Regions from separate parts of the Mus musculus genome. Here region 2 is linked to region 1. Evidence: chromatin contacts called from public HiChIP or PLAC-seq data. All regions are on one chromosome and are shown on one strand. Each heading gives the region's core, a stretch centred on a gene start, on an enhancer-like site or on the middle of the called end of the contact. The rest is flanking DNA. Distances are from core to core; before and after follow the strand shown. Region 1 has its middle 17 kb from the start of Daam1. Region 2 has its middle 16 kb from the start of Ppm1a.

The links. HiChIP or PLAC-seq counts read pairs in DNA pulled down with a chosen protein or histone mark.
Region 2: an H3K27ac HiChIP or PLAC-seq map of embryonic stem cells shows a contact between it and region 1, with 8 times the contacts expected there. The contact joins two enhancer-like sites. A contact is called at or near these places in 3 of 39 promoter capture datasets (hematopoietic stem and progenitor cells, hippocampal neurons and pre-B cells), 1 of 484 Hi-C or Micro-C datasets (Sertoli cells) and 1 of 115 datasets of contacts at active chromatin or transcription factors (embryonic stem cells).

Annotation. Positions count from the first base shown.
Region 1 is chr12:71,810,662-71,817,733 of GRCm38.p6, forward strand. No RefSeq gene overlaps it. Among named protein-coding and RNA genes, the nearest start is that of Daam1, 17 kb to the right of the region's middle. Within about 2 kb of position 3,395, at least 14 of the 459 cell types and tissues checked have an H3K27ac peak or open chromatin away from gene starts, as enhancers often do. A contact at or near this core is called in embryonic stem cells, where this site is marked.
Region 2 is chr12:72,741,222-72,748,293 of GRCm38.p6, forward strand. No RefSeq gene overlaps it. Among named protein-coding and RNA genes, the nearest start is that of Ppm1a, 16 kb to the right of the region's middle. Within about 2 kb of position 4,435, at least 29 of the 459 cell types and tissues checked have an H3K27ac peak or open chromatin away from gene starts, as enhancers often do. A contact at or near this core is called in embryonic stem cells, where this site is marked.

The sequences.
Region 1 (7,072 bases), core at 2,145-4,644:
AGACATTTGTGCAAACAAAACACTTAGACACATAAAATAAAATAAAGACGTCTTTTACTTTAAGTAAGAAGAATAAAAATAAATTAATTTAAAAAATTAAAAGATGGGTGCTGGAGAGATGAGTCAGGAGTTAAGAGTACTGACCGCTCTTGCAGAGATCCCAAGTTCAATTCCCAGCAACCACATGATAGCTCACAATCACCTGTAATGGAAGCTGGTGTTCTCTTCTGGCAAGCAGCTAGCGTTCTCAGTCAATAGATAAGTAAGTAAGTAAGTAAGTAAGTAAGTAAATAAATAAATAAATTTAACTTAATTTAATTAAAAATAAATCTCTAAAAGGGCATGTATATCAGCATATTACTAATAATATATAAATCCATTGTGGGGGGGTCAAAATTTTCCATAGCAGGAAATTGATAAATAAGAGATGGTAAAGTCATAAGGGAAAGAAATTGACTTCTAGATAACTGAATGAAAACAGATCTAAAAACATCACTGAATAAGAAGAACAAAAACAGAATGGTATAAGGAGAACAGTCTGATTTCTGTAAAAACAGAACAAAGTGTTATTAATCGTTTTAACACGTATATTGTACAAATAGAGAATATAAGGTACAGGGCTCTGTGGCACCACACATGTGCCAGGCCTTGGGTTAATTCCTCAGCACCACTATAAAGACAAAAACTCTACAAGTTCTAAGATTGGGGGGCGAGGGGGGTAATTACATTATCCCATGGGAAAACTGGAACTAAAACATCACAGGGGGCAAGGCTAGGCAAGGCTAGTTCTCCGCAGCATCCTGGTTTCCTGGATGTTGCTGTAATGAAGCTCTCTGACTTAAAGCTACTAAGGGGAAGAGAGGGTTCATTTGGCTTACACTTCAAGGTCATAGTACATCACAGAGTGACGTCATTGCAGGAACTTAACTAGGAACCTATGTTAGAAAACCTAAACGCAGAAGAACACCGCCAGCTTGGTGGCTCTCTCCCTAGTTACCCCGGGCTCATAGTCAGATTCTTTATTCAGCCCAGGAACACTATTTTACCACCCACAGTACAATGGGCTTTCCTACATTGGTCACCAACTAACTCAACTCACAGACATGCCCAGCGGCCAACAAGATAAAAACAATTATTTAACTGAGTTTTTTTTTTTTTTTTCAGGTGATTCTAGGCAGTGCGGGTGATGATAACCAGGGCAGCAGGTAAAAGCGCTTGCCCCTAAAACCTGATGATCAGAGTTTAATCTCTGAAACCCAAATCTTTAAAGAAGTTCCCAGGCCAGCCAGCCTGTTATTCACTGCAGATCAGATCGATCCCCTTGCCTCAGTGAGGTGTAAGGGGGCAGCCAGTCTGAAAAGTTGTCCTCTGACTTCCACAAGCACATGCCTACACACACACACACACACACACACACACACACACACACACACACACAATTTAAAAAACGAATAGAGGCAGACATTTTTTTAAGCTTACGGTAAAGTTTGAGGTTAAAGTTTAAGAACGGCAGTTATATTAATGGATCATTAAGATAGTGAGGATTTCTGGGTTTATGGGTAAGTTTTTGCTTAGCTGTATTTTCTAACTTATCGAAGAAGAAGAAGAAGAAGAAGAAGAAGAAGAAGAAGAAGAAGAAGAAGAAGAAGAAGAAGCCTTACCAATTAAAAATAAAGTTAATGAATAACAACAAAAAACCCTAAAACCTTGAGTGTGTGTAGACAAGAAAGGTCAGTAGCAAATTGCTCCTCTTGTGGTGCTCAGTGTTTCCATTTAGCGCCCACACTGCTCTCATTCTATAAACACGTGTCCAGAAAACCTTCCCACAAACAGACACTCCGGATTTCACGTTGTCCAGGCAAACCCTCTACCGAGCCAAAGAAACCGAACCCAAGCTCGTGGTAAAATGCAAGGCTAGGCACAAAGCAATGAGTTCAAGGTCTGGGAACCTGGGTTCCAGCCCTCACCAGTGTTTCTGAACTGTAAGGGGGGGGGGCGGGGGAAGGGCACCCGGCTCAGAAGCGGCAGACGAGCTTGTTAAAAATAAACTTCCATATCGGGTGTGGTGGCACAAACTTTTCATCCCACCACTCAGGAGCCAGAGGCAGACGGAGCTCTGTGAGCTCAAGGGCAGACTCATCAGTACGGGAATCCCAGGCCGGCCTGAGCTATACAGTGAGACCCTTTCTTTAAAAAATTAATAATAATAACACTGCCGCCGCCGCGGCTAATGAGGATGAGGATGGTGATGACGACGATGATAAGAGAAAGAGGAAGAAGAAAGAGGAGGAGAGGAAGAGGAGAAAAAGGAGGAAGAAGAGAAGGAGGAAGAGGAGGAGAAGGAGAAAGAGGAGGAGAAGGAGGAAGAGGAGGAGAAGGAGGAAGAGGAGACAAATCTGTTCTTCCTATGGTCATGGCAGCGCAACACCTGTAAGCCTAGCACTTGAGAAGGTAGAAAGATGTAAGTTTAAGGGTGCCAGTGTTACACAGAACGCACAATGTCCAGTTAGGTTTCTACTGCTGTGACAGAGACTATAACCAAACCAAACCAAACCAAACCAAACCAAACCAAACCAAACCAAACCAAAAACCAATTGTGGAGGAAAAAGGTTTTTTTTCACTTCACAGCTAGCCATCACTGAGGGACATAGGGCAGGAACTCAAAGCAGGAGCCTGGAGGCTGGACCTGACGCAGAGGCCATGGAGGGATGCTGCTTTCTGGCTCATGATCACCTGCCCTGGTGCCCAGTGGCACTGCTCGCAGTGATCTGGCCCCTCCCACATCAGTCGTTAACCAAGAAAATGCCTACCAAGCTCGCCAATCGGATGTTTCCTCTTCCTAGATGCGTCTAACGTTAATTTTACAACAAACAAACAGACGAACAGGACATGCATGTTCAAGATGGCATGATCTACATAACATGATCCTGTCTCAGGAAAAAAATATAAATAATTAATTAATTAATTTTGAAAACTGCCCCCGCTCTGGGCACCCTCATAGATCCCTTTGCATACTGAAATGTGAAAACCTTTGCCAGAGACTGGTCAGATCGCTGAGATTTTTCAGTTTTCAGTCAGTTCCTCATGAAAGTGCCAATCCTGGCCGACTGCAGAGTGTGGTGCCTGTGAGTCGGCTTTGAAAAAGTCCAAACACCAGAGAGATGGAATCCATTGTTCTCACTTCCACTCTCAAGGAAGAGCCGGGGCCCTTTAAAGGAGACCAGAGGCAGAAGGAAATGCTTCCGAGGGGCATTATTTCAGGTAGTCCCAGATAAGAAAGGTGGCGTGGGCTGAAGGATGAATTCCTTTCAATCCAAACTACAGAGGACACAGCGCAAACAGCCAGGCCCAGGCCTCGCAAGGACAGCAGAGCTGTTTGCCAGAACATAAATCAAATTCCCCAGAATGCAAAGAATGCTTCAGATCCATCACAAAGAAAGCCTGCTTTTGACAAAGGACTTCTCTCAGGTCCCTAAATTCCTCAGATGATACAAGGGTTCCCTGATCATCCTTGGAAATCCCAAACCTTTCTAAATGTAAAGAAACTGTTCCCTTCCTGTCTGTTCCAGGTTTCTGGCCATGGCAGGTGGAAATGGAGCAAGGAAGTGAAATACCACAAATCTCCATTAAGTTTGAGTTGTAGGACACAGAGTCCCCTCTGGGTTGACAGTTCTAGGTTAGCCGTGTTTCCCGTGGGAATACTGGCCCCACAGAGTTTATTGATCTACCTTAAGTAAGGTTAGTCTGGACTGAGACATGGGGTATGTGTAAAATATATACTGATTTTGAAGACTTTACAAACTATCTAGTGACTAATTCTTAAATTGTATTTTAAAATAATATCGTGTGTATGGTTAATCAAGATATATTAAAGTTGATTTCTCCTGTATGTACTTTTTCAAATTAAATTATTAGCTTACTTTAATTATATCTATTTTAAGGCAAAATCAGTTTAATAAAATCACAGACCTGTTTTCTAGATATTTGCTGAGGCTAGAGAAATAAGTTGCAATATTAGCTTTTAGGCTATTATTTCTTTCTATTTTATGGCCATGAGTGCTTTTCCTGTGTCTCTATAAGAGTATGAATCTACCCAATACCAGTGGTGCCTAGAAGAGGATGTTGGATCCCCTGGACCTGGAGTTACAGACAGTCTGAGCTGGTACATGGGTCCTGAGAACTGAACTTAAAAACTCCACAGGAGTAGCCGATACTCTTAACTGCTGAGCCATCTCTCTAGCCCCAACCTCAGCTAAAAGCAAACAAACAAAAAACAAAAAACAAAAAAACAAAAAAAAACTTTTAATTTATAAGCACATAAACATTTTACACATTAATGGGCTACCCCATAATGTTCCCTGTATGTATAGGCTATGTGGTATCTCCTCGAATACATATTACCACTTGTCTTTTAAAAATGTTCCTGGGCTGGTGAGATGGCTTAGTGGGTAAGAGCACCCGACTGCTCTTCCGAAGGTCCAGAGTTCAAGTCCCAGCAAACACATGGTGGCTCACAACCATCTGTAACAAGATCTGACTCCCTCTTCTGGTGTGTCTGAAGACAGCTACAATGTACTTACATATAATAATAAATAAATATATTTTTTAAGTTCCTTATTTTAATCTTTATTGTGTTCATGATGTGTGTATGGAGTGGGTACATTAGAGGACAGTTTTGTAGACTTGGTTCTCTCCTTCCACCTCTCCCTGGGTTCTGGAGATTAAACCCAGGTTGTCAGTCTTGTTTGACAAGTTCTTTGCCCTCTGAGCCATCTCTCCAGCCTCTACATAATTTCTTTACGGTGAACATCCTTTCCTCTGGCCTTTTGTGACTCACAGCACATAACTGTCTGTCAGCACTCTGCTGTGGTGTACCAGAGCTCCTTGCTCCTAACCTCAGCCTAGTGTCTGCTATCCAACCATTTTCCCATTCACTGCCTTTGCTCGGGTTTAGATGTGGCTACTCAGAAGTCTTGAAGCAGGCAGGCATCGGCTTATCTTACACTTCTACCTGACAGTCACGTTCTAACGAGTGAAGTGTAAGCAGGTGCCACCAAGCAACAAGCCATTGTCTTTCCATCTATTTTAAACAGGACAGTTTCCATTTTCAAAATACTTCTCTCTCTAACCTTCACTGAAGTGGCTAAGAGATTTCTCTGTTGACATTGCCTGTGGTGTGATGAGAGATCTCCTCTTATTTTGATCTTTATAACCTCTCAGTCCCTCAAGGTCAGGAGTATGTTTGATTCTCTGATTTGCATGGCTGTTTGCCCCACTATGGAGCATGAAGGTCTAGTTTCCTTCAAAAATGATTCATTGTATTTATCATCAATGCCAGCTGCCTTCTGCTGGCCACATCAGGTGGCTTCTCATCAGTCTTTGTGTGCTTTCATTATTGTCACATCTGTAGACAGACTATGCTCACTAATTGACAACCACATTACGAAAGAATAAAGGGGGACCCAGGGAAGACAATAGAGTTCTGACCATCACTGGCCAATACAGCTAAAGGAAATTCAGTATCAAAAATACTCCATTTTGCCGAAAACTTGAAGTGAGTGTATTTCCTTAAAGAAAGGGGAACAATGAAATTAGAATCATAAATAGAATATATAGAATATTCAATATTCACCACAGGAAGACCTTGGTCTATGAAGAGAAATCTTGGAAGGAAGAATTTTAGATGTGAATGTAAATTTTGTTTTCTTTAGATTAGGTCTTATGGAGCTCAAACATAGCCTCAAGCTTGCTAGGCAGCTAGGGATGACTTAAAGCTTGTGGGTCTCCTGCCTCTTCCTCTTGAGTGCTGGGATGACAGACTTGCATCACCAGACCTGTGTTATGCAGTACTGGGGATGGGACTCCGCCTTCACGCATGCTAAATGTCTTAATTAAGGTTTCAATGACTGTGGAGAGACACCATGACCAAAGCAACTTTTATAAAGGAAAACATAGAGCTGGGGCTGGCTTACAGTTTCAGAGGTTCAGATCATTATCATCATGGCAGGAAGCATGACTTTGGGCAGGCAGACTTGGTGCTAGAGGAGGTAAGAGTTCTACATCTTGATCAGAAGGCAGCCTGGAGGAGACTGGATTCCTTCCACACTGGGCAGAGCTTGAGCATAGGAGAACCTAAAACCTACCTCTGCAGTGACATACTTCCTTCAGCAAGGCTACACCTTCTCCAACAAGGTCACACCTCCTAATAGTGCCACTCCTATGGGCCAAGCATTCAAACACATAAATCTATGGGGCCAAACCTATTCAAACTACCACACTAGACAAGCACTCTGCCAATTGAGCTATGTCCCCAGCTCTTGAATGTGGATTGTCAAGCCCAGTAAGACATGTTCTGAACTAGGCAGTGCTAGAACCTGTTATTACTCTTTTTATGTTTGACTACAAATTGAATTCTTCTTACTTGATGATCAGTAGGTCAAGCATGCATGCATACTTCTGTAACCTACCTCCAGCTTTTGTATGTACACACCCAATTTGTCTTAAGCCATCCTCTGTGGCCGTAAGCTTTCCAGCTCCTACAAGATCTCTTTGTGGGGAATATGGAGATTTTAAAGTGTAAGCCTGAAAGGCTTATGAGATTATAATATTTAATTTTGAAATATTTCTTCTGTGGTTGCTTGTACCAGTAAGCTATTATCAAAACAAGGATTAGCTAAAATCCGGCTTTTGCCTGTTATAGAAAATCTGTAGGTCAAAGGGAGGAATTTGTTAAAAAAAAAAATCGCAAACACATTTTGAAGGATTAAGCAAGTCTCTAAAAGTATGCCTCTGTGGGACACCCTTCACTCCCCCCCAAAGTCCTTTGTGGGCTTTATTTAATTTCTATAAAGAAACACAATAAAAAGCTGAACACCATAGTATAATGTTCTGGGAAATCACAATATTTCATTTACAATGCTCAGCAAAACCTTACCACATTTCATTACAAAAAAGCATTTAGAACTTTAACAGCTGGGTGAGAGAGGCACATTTCTATAACCCTGGGACTTGGGATACCAAGACCAGAGCAGATCCTCAAGTTCTAGGCCAGCCTGGGCTACACAGTGGGATC
Region 2 (7,072 bases), core at 3,185-5,684, 930 kb after region 1:
GTTCAGCTCAGGGATCGGTCACTACCAGACGACTTGGCTCCCTGAGAGATGCTTGGATCTGGTTAGTGAAGCAGCCAGAAATTAGAGTGGCTCCAGTGCTGGCAGCAAAGGTCAGGACAGCTCACTGACTGGCCAGTGTTCTTGGAGGAGATGTCGATGACATCAGCAGGATTCTCCATGGCAACAATGCCTGGAGCTGTCAGCAGCAGGCATCTCCCGGGTCTTCAGATTTATGATGTAGGTGCCATCACTTTGCCTTCTGTAGATGACTGCTTCTTGAAGTCAAGGTTAGTCCCACCAAAGTGGGCTCCTGCTGTGAGGACATCCTCCTCCTTCCACAGGACATCGAGACTCTGGGCATTGTGTGAGTTTACTTTCATAATGAACAGAAGCAGGAACCATGCCCTATCGACTCCTCTTTTGGCAGTGTAAAAAAGCCTTAGTTTTTTGTTTGTTTGGAGAGAAAATGATGTAATGACTAAATTGTAATAGTGTAAAAGAGGCAGCAAACCATGTAATACCACAATTTCTGTCTGTAGCGTTTCAGAAGCTTTCAATCCTAACTGTCCTATGATGGGACACCTGAAAGAATCACTTAATTGAGAAACAGGCCCTTAAGATAGTCTCCTATTAGAGTCATCTTTTGAAATAACACTTGTGTTATATACCCTATGTTTGACTATTTCACTGTTTTAATGTGCCTTTTTATTATGATGATAAATTTTAGTAGATTTTATTCTAAAAATTGTAATCCAGCCAGGAGTGGTGGCGCACGCCTTTAATCCCAGCACTCGGGAGGCAGAGGCAGGCAAATTTCTGAGTTCGAGGCCAGCCTGCCTGGTCCACAAAGTGAATTCCAGGACAGCCAGGGCTATACAGAGAAACTTGGTTCTAGCATTTTGTCAATTTTGATAACACACACTGTTTCAAAATACAATGCGGGGCTGGTGAGATGGTTCAGCGGGTAAGAGCACTGACTGCTCTTCCTAAAGGTCCTGAGTTCAAATCCTAGCACCCACATGGTGACTCACAACCACCCGTAATGAGATCTGATGCCCTCTTCTAGTGTGTCTGAAGTCAGCTACAGTGTACTTATGTATAATAATAAATAAATCTTAAAAAAAAAAGAAAGAAAGAAAGAAAGAAAGAAAGAGAAAGAAAGAGAGAGAAAGAAAGAAATACAGTGTGGGAGGGGGTACCTTTGATAGGCCCATCCAAGGTTCACCTCGAAGAACTTATTCCATGTAACAGATCTGGTGTAAAAGGGGTTTACTAAGGGAGGAGAGAGGAGTGAGGAAGGGATAGTGGAGACAGAACCATGAGCGCGCGGGGGTGGGTGGGATGGGGTGGGGGAGGGGGAAGAGGGAGGAAGAGAGGAGTCCAAGAACAAAGTGGGCGGGAGAGAGCCTTGGGGTGGGAAAGCAGGCCCTTTTTAGCCACAGCGCACCGCACCTAGTGCACCTAATGACAGCATCGGTGGGCGGGTAATGGCAGCAGGTGTAAGCATTTGCTAGGTCCCTGAGAGCAGGCGACCACATGCACACGCGCAGGGACTTAAATTATTTCTGTATAAACTGGTTAAAGAGTCTGGACCTATGGCTGGAGACAGACAAACTGAGTGGGGAGAGTATATGCTGCACGAGACCAAAGGCCCGAGTTTGTGCTCCAGCAACCATTTAAAAGGCAGAATACTTCTCTCAGTAGAACATAGTACCAAATAATAGCGCCGCAGGCATCTTCCTGTTTCATCCTACCCAAGGCTGGAATTAAAAATGTACCACCATTCCCTGGACTGACTCGAGTTGTACTATGGAACACCTCCAAGGCTCATATAATTGAGAAATATGCACATACTTATTTAAGTAAAATGGAAGAAAAAAAGTCTCAAATTAACTCGGAAGCTTCAGTTACCACTTAAAGATACCTTGTAATGATAGTGTGTAAAAATGTTTCCCTTTGGCAGTGGTGGCACATGCCTTTAATCCCAGCACTTGGGAGGCAGAGGCAGGCTGATTTCTGAGTTCGAGGCCAACCTGAGGCTATACAGAGAAAATCCTGTCTCAAAAAACCAAAAAAATAAAAAATATATAAAAAATTTCCCTTTGGCATAGGTGTCTGCTTGGGTTTTTGTTTTTGTTTTAGTTTTTGGTTTTTGGAGACAGGGTTTCTCTGTGTAGCCCTGGCTGTCCTGGAACTCACTTTGTAGACCAGGCTGGCCTCGAACTCAGAAATTCGCCTGCCTCTGCCTCCCGAGTGCTGGGATTAAAGGCGTGTGTCACCTCGCCCGGCTTTAATTATTGATTTTTAAAAAATCACTATTTTACTATTGATCAGAAGGACTGAAGGTTGTCAGCATAATAAAATTCTGTACGATAGGCCAAAATTGTATAGGTAAGTTTAGACATGTATGTACTAAAATAGTTCCAGAATGCCCCAGGTAGAAAAATACTTTGTAAAATAGGATTCCTGTTCCATTGCTGATATTAAAACTGGTAAGGGCTAAAGCTGTCGTTCACTTGGCAGAGTGAAGCTTAACCTGCACCAAGCACTGGGTTTTATTCCTATCACCATTAATATTTCTCTGCCAGTAAAATGAGCCAGTTCAAGCCAGATTTTATATATGCAGGTTTATTGGGAAACCGCTCTCTGTGCGGGCAAGTTGGCTGGCCCCAAGGAAAGAGGCCAGGGAAGTTAACTGGGGAAGGAGACAGAGGACAGGTGGGGGCGGGGAGAGAAAGTCGGGGGAGGAGAAAAAGAGGTTTAGAGACCAAAATGTCTGGATTATATAGGAAAGAGTCTGTGGGGCAGAAGGGGAGCCCACCTCCTGGGTTGGGAAGGTCAGGGTGGAAGATTGGATAAACCAAGTACAGGCTGAGGGAAGCTGAGGAGGCCCAGAGGTCAGGTCTGCTTCAGTAAGTAAGATATGTGCTTCATTCAGCCCTCATCTCAGTCTGAAACCCAACAACCAACCAGGCATGCGTGGCGGCACAGCTCTGTAATGCTAGCACTTGGAAGGGGGAGCAAGAGGTTCAAGGGTCAAGCTCAGCTACAGAGTGATTTGAGGTCATAAACAAACATACAATATGGCATATGCAGGAAAAGTGGAAACCGTTATGTTAAAAACTGAATAAGCCAGACTGAAAAAGACAAGCGCCACATACTTTCTCTCATATGTGGAGGTTCTATATATAAATGTACGTATTATATATATATGTGTCTGCATTTATGTCTCTAGACTCTGGAGCTAGAAAAGGGATCATGAGAATGGGAGAAAGATGTTAAGGAAGGTGATGTGTGGGGTAATGAAGGACAGGGAAGAAGGAAGCTGGGCTGGGCTGTCTTGGGCTTGGAAAGGTGGCACCTGGGGCATGGGGAATAAAGGAGACCAAAGCATAAAGATGCAAAACCTCTGAAGGCTTGAGATGTTGTTCATTACGTTTAACAACAGAGACAGCGTGAGAGACAGGTACCTCTTAAAAGCAAGGTAGAAACAAAGAGCAACCTTGATGTTGCATAAAATAATACTCAAACGAAGGGAAAGAGGCTCGGCATGGCAACTCCTCTTGTAAAAAGTATGCACCAGAGCCTAAGCCAGGCTTGGGAGAACAAGGGGGCCAAAATGCCTTCCTTCTTTTATCCCTAAAGGAGATGGTATCTGAGTCTCCCTCCATTGAAGGAAGCGCCACTTCACGATCTGAGGTGATTGGCTAACGTAGCAAAAGGGAAGGGGAAGGAAATACAAGCCCTTGCCAGGCTTGCTACCTTTGATAAGGAAAACGGTTTCTCACCGTGAGCTTTATATTTCTATATAGCTGAGCTATAACAGGGCCCCTGTGAAAGGTCAAGTGTGAGTTCCTGTTTTAAGAGCTAATCTTTAGCGAAGTCATTACAAATGGAAATGTCTTATAAAAGTGAGAAAATCCTGTTTTGTAAGTCAATAGTGTGCTGGCCCGGGAAATTCTTTAGCAGATCCCAGCAGGTCCCGATGACTCAGGAAATCTCATAATCACATTTTTTTGGCCCAGTTTTTCTCAGGGAATACAGATGGTATCAGGGTCCCCCTTTCCGCTAGGCTTTATTTTCATGGGCTGTGTAAATGTTTTCCTCTGATGAAGAGTTCTGTGGATTACTAGAGTGGAAAGAGTGGATCGGAAAGGAGGAAGTGGCAAGATCAGTGGACAAATGAGAATCTCACTTGAGAAAACTCAAGATTTCCCCAGAGTTACCTTTAGTTACGTTAGGTTAGTTATCGTAACCTTTAGTTACGATACAGCCTCCAAAAGTTTGAATTAATGGCCTATGGTTATTTTGATCGTTTCCAAACACTAATTTTTGTAAATTGCAATTGTGTCATCTTTGTTAGGGACCAGCGGCCGAGGCGTCTATTAACATATCAAAGCAGCGACTGCTGGCTTCCGGGCTGCGGCACCTTCCTGAGCATCTCATCCTACTCCCTACCTTTCACTCCCAGGGGCGGTGCTTCCGCTTCTCGTCCTCCAGCCTGACACTGTATAAATTCAGCCATTTTGGTTGCCCTGCCCTCTTGGCTTCTCGGCCTGAACCACCTCTCTGGGTCAGCAGCCCTTCTCGCTCTCCCTCTACCTCCTCTCCTCTCTAAGGGTCTGGTTTAGTGGGCCAGCCATGTTTTCGCCTGGATCTTCCCTCTGCCTGCTTCCTCCTTTATATCTGCGATAAAAATCTTTATACTTCATACCTCCTGCTATTTCTGGAAGTTTTAAAATTCCAGTTAGTCTGCCCATTTTGGATCTTTGATTCTGTTACCTAGGACTTCTAATTTGGTGCAGGGAGGGGGGAAGAAAACTTGCTTGAGTTTTAAAATTTTCTTCATTTTTTTTTTTTTTTTTTAAGACTTGGAAATTGAGTTACTGTAACTACACAATGTAAAACCGGCTGGGTACCACCTCTTCCCCACTGTACCTCAAGTGTATCCTGTACATTTATGGAACCTGAGGGATTGTTCCCTTTTGTATATCTTCCTGACTAACCCAATTCAAGGAGGAAATACATTGTCTTAAAGCCATCGCACATCTTGGATAGACCTCCTGACATCTCTAACCAGTTAGACTGAAGTATCTCTTATCTTTGGTGTCTTTATGATCAGGCATTCAGAATCGATAATCTTTATCTACATCAAACAGGAGAAGAGAAAGGAAAAATGAAGGACTAAATATCAGGTATAGTGGGAGGGAAAAGCCAAATGCTATTGAAATGCTATTATCTGAAAACAAATGAAAGGGGTTTCAAACAGCTAGCTCAGAATAAACAAATGAGGTGAGACTTTTCTTTAAGAAATCCACATGTGGGCTGGAGAGAGGGCTCAGCGGTTATGAGCACGGACTGCTCTTCCAAAGGTCCTGAGTTCAAATCCCAGCAACCACATGGTGGCTCACAACCATCTGTAATGGGATCAATGCCCTCTTATGGAGTGACTGAAGATAGCTACAGTGTACTCACATATAATAAATAAAGAAGTCTTTAAAAGAGGGGAAAAAAAAGGATTAGCTTTAAAAAAAGAAAGAAAAGAAATCCACACACATTTCTTACTTTCTGAGCACCTCTTAACTCTCATGCTTAAGTCTGTATTAAAATATTGGTATTAAGCCCCAGCTCTTACTAAAAGGAATGAATGAACCAGTGGGCCATCAGTTGAGACAACAGGGGGGTCTGGGTCCTATAAAGAAGTCACTGATATTCACTTGAAAAGACAGTGTGTATGGCTGGACAGACAAGGCTTGCATTGGTACCTGGCACCAGTATGAGTAACTCTTCTAATGGGATGGGCTGTCCTCAGGGCCCACATTGGCACCACAGGTGATTCAAAACATGGTGATTCAGAGGTACTTTATTCAGAGCCAAATGGCTTAGGAAGCATTGCCCGAATTAATGTGCTCCAATGCAGAAGCAGTTGCTTGAACTTGCAAAAGAAAGAAACAAAAGAAAGACATGAATCAGGGGGACCTGAGAGATGGCTTGGTCAGCAATGCTTGCTGTGCAGGCAAGAGGACCTCAGTTCATATCCCCTGCACCTCCATAAAAAGACGAGTGAGGATTGCCAGGTGTGGTGCCCATGACTTAGTGCCAGCACTCAAGACGCAGATCTCTGAGTCCAGACCAACCTGCTCTATATATTGAGTTTCTAGGCCAACCTGGTCTACATATGGAGTTCCAAGCCAGCCAGGGATACATAGTGAGACCCTAAAAGGCTAGGTTAGTTTTCGTTTGTTTTAAAGGATGTGGCAATATGTTCCTGTAACTCTCCAAAGCCAGTGAGACAGACAGAAGAATCCCTGGGGCTCATTGCTAGTCAGCCTAGGTAAGCCCCATTCAATAAGAGCTCCTGTCTCAAAACAGTAAGGAGGAGAGCAACTGAAGAAGAGACCCAGTTTTTGACCTCTGGCTGCTACATACACAAAGGCACCCATGTATGTATATCAACATAAATAAGGAAAGACAAAAAGGAAGGAAGAGATGAAGGAAAAGAGAAAGACATTTACCAAATAACTCAATGAGGACATTGGAAAGGTGGGTTACAAGGATGGAGAGAAGGCTCAATGACTAAGAACACTTGCTACTCCTCCAGAGGACCCGAGTTCGATTCTTAGCACCTACATGGCAGCTCACAATTAACTTTAACTCCAGTTCCAGGAATCTTTTTGTTTTGTTTTGTTTATTTGTTTTATTTGTTTGTTTGTTTTTGGAGACAGGGTTTCTCTGTATAGCCCGTATAGCCCTGGCTATCCTGGAACTCACTTTGTAGACCAGGCTGGCCTCGAACTCAGAAATCCACCTGCCTCTGCCTCCCAAGTGCTGGGATTAAAGGCGTGCACCACCACGCCCGGCCCCTATTCACTTTATTTATTTTTTTTTTTAAAGACTTTTTATTTATGTATGTATATATATATTTATGTATATATGTAAGTACACTGTAGCTGTCTTCAGACACACCAGAAGAGGGAGTCAGATCTTGTTACGGATGGTTGTGAGCCACCATGTGGTTGCTGGGATTTGAACTCTGGACCTTCGGAAGAGCAGTCGGGTGCTCTTACCCACC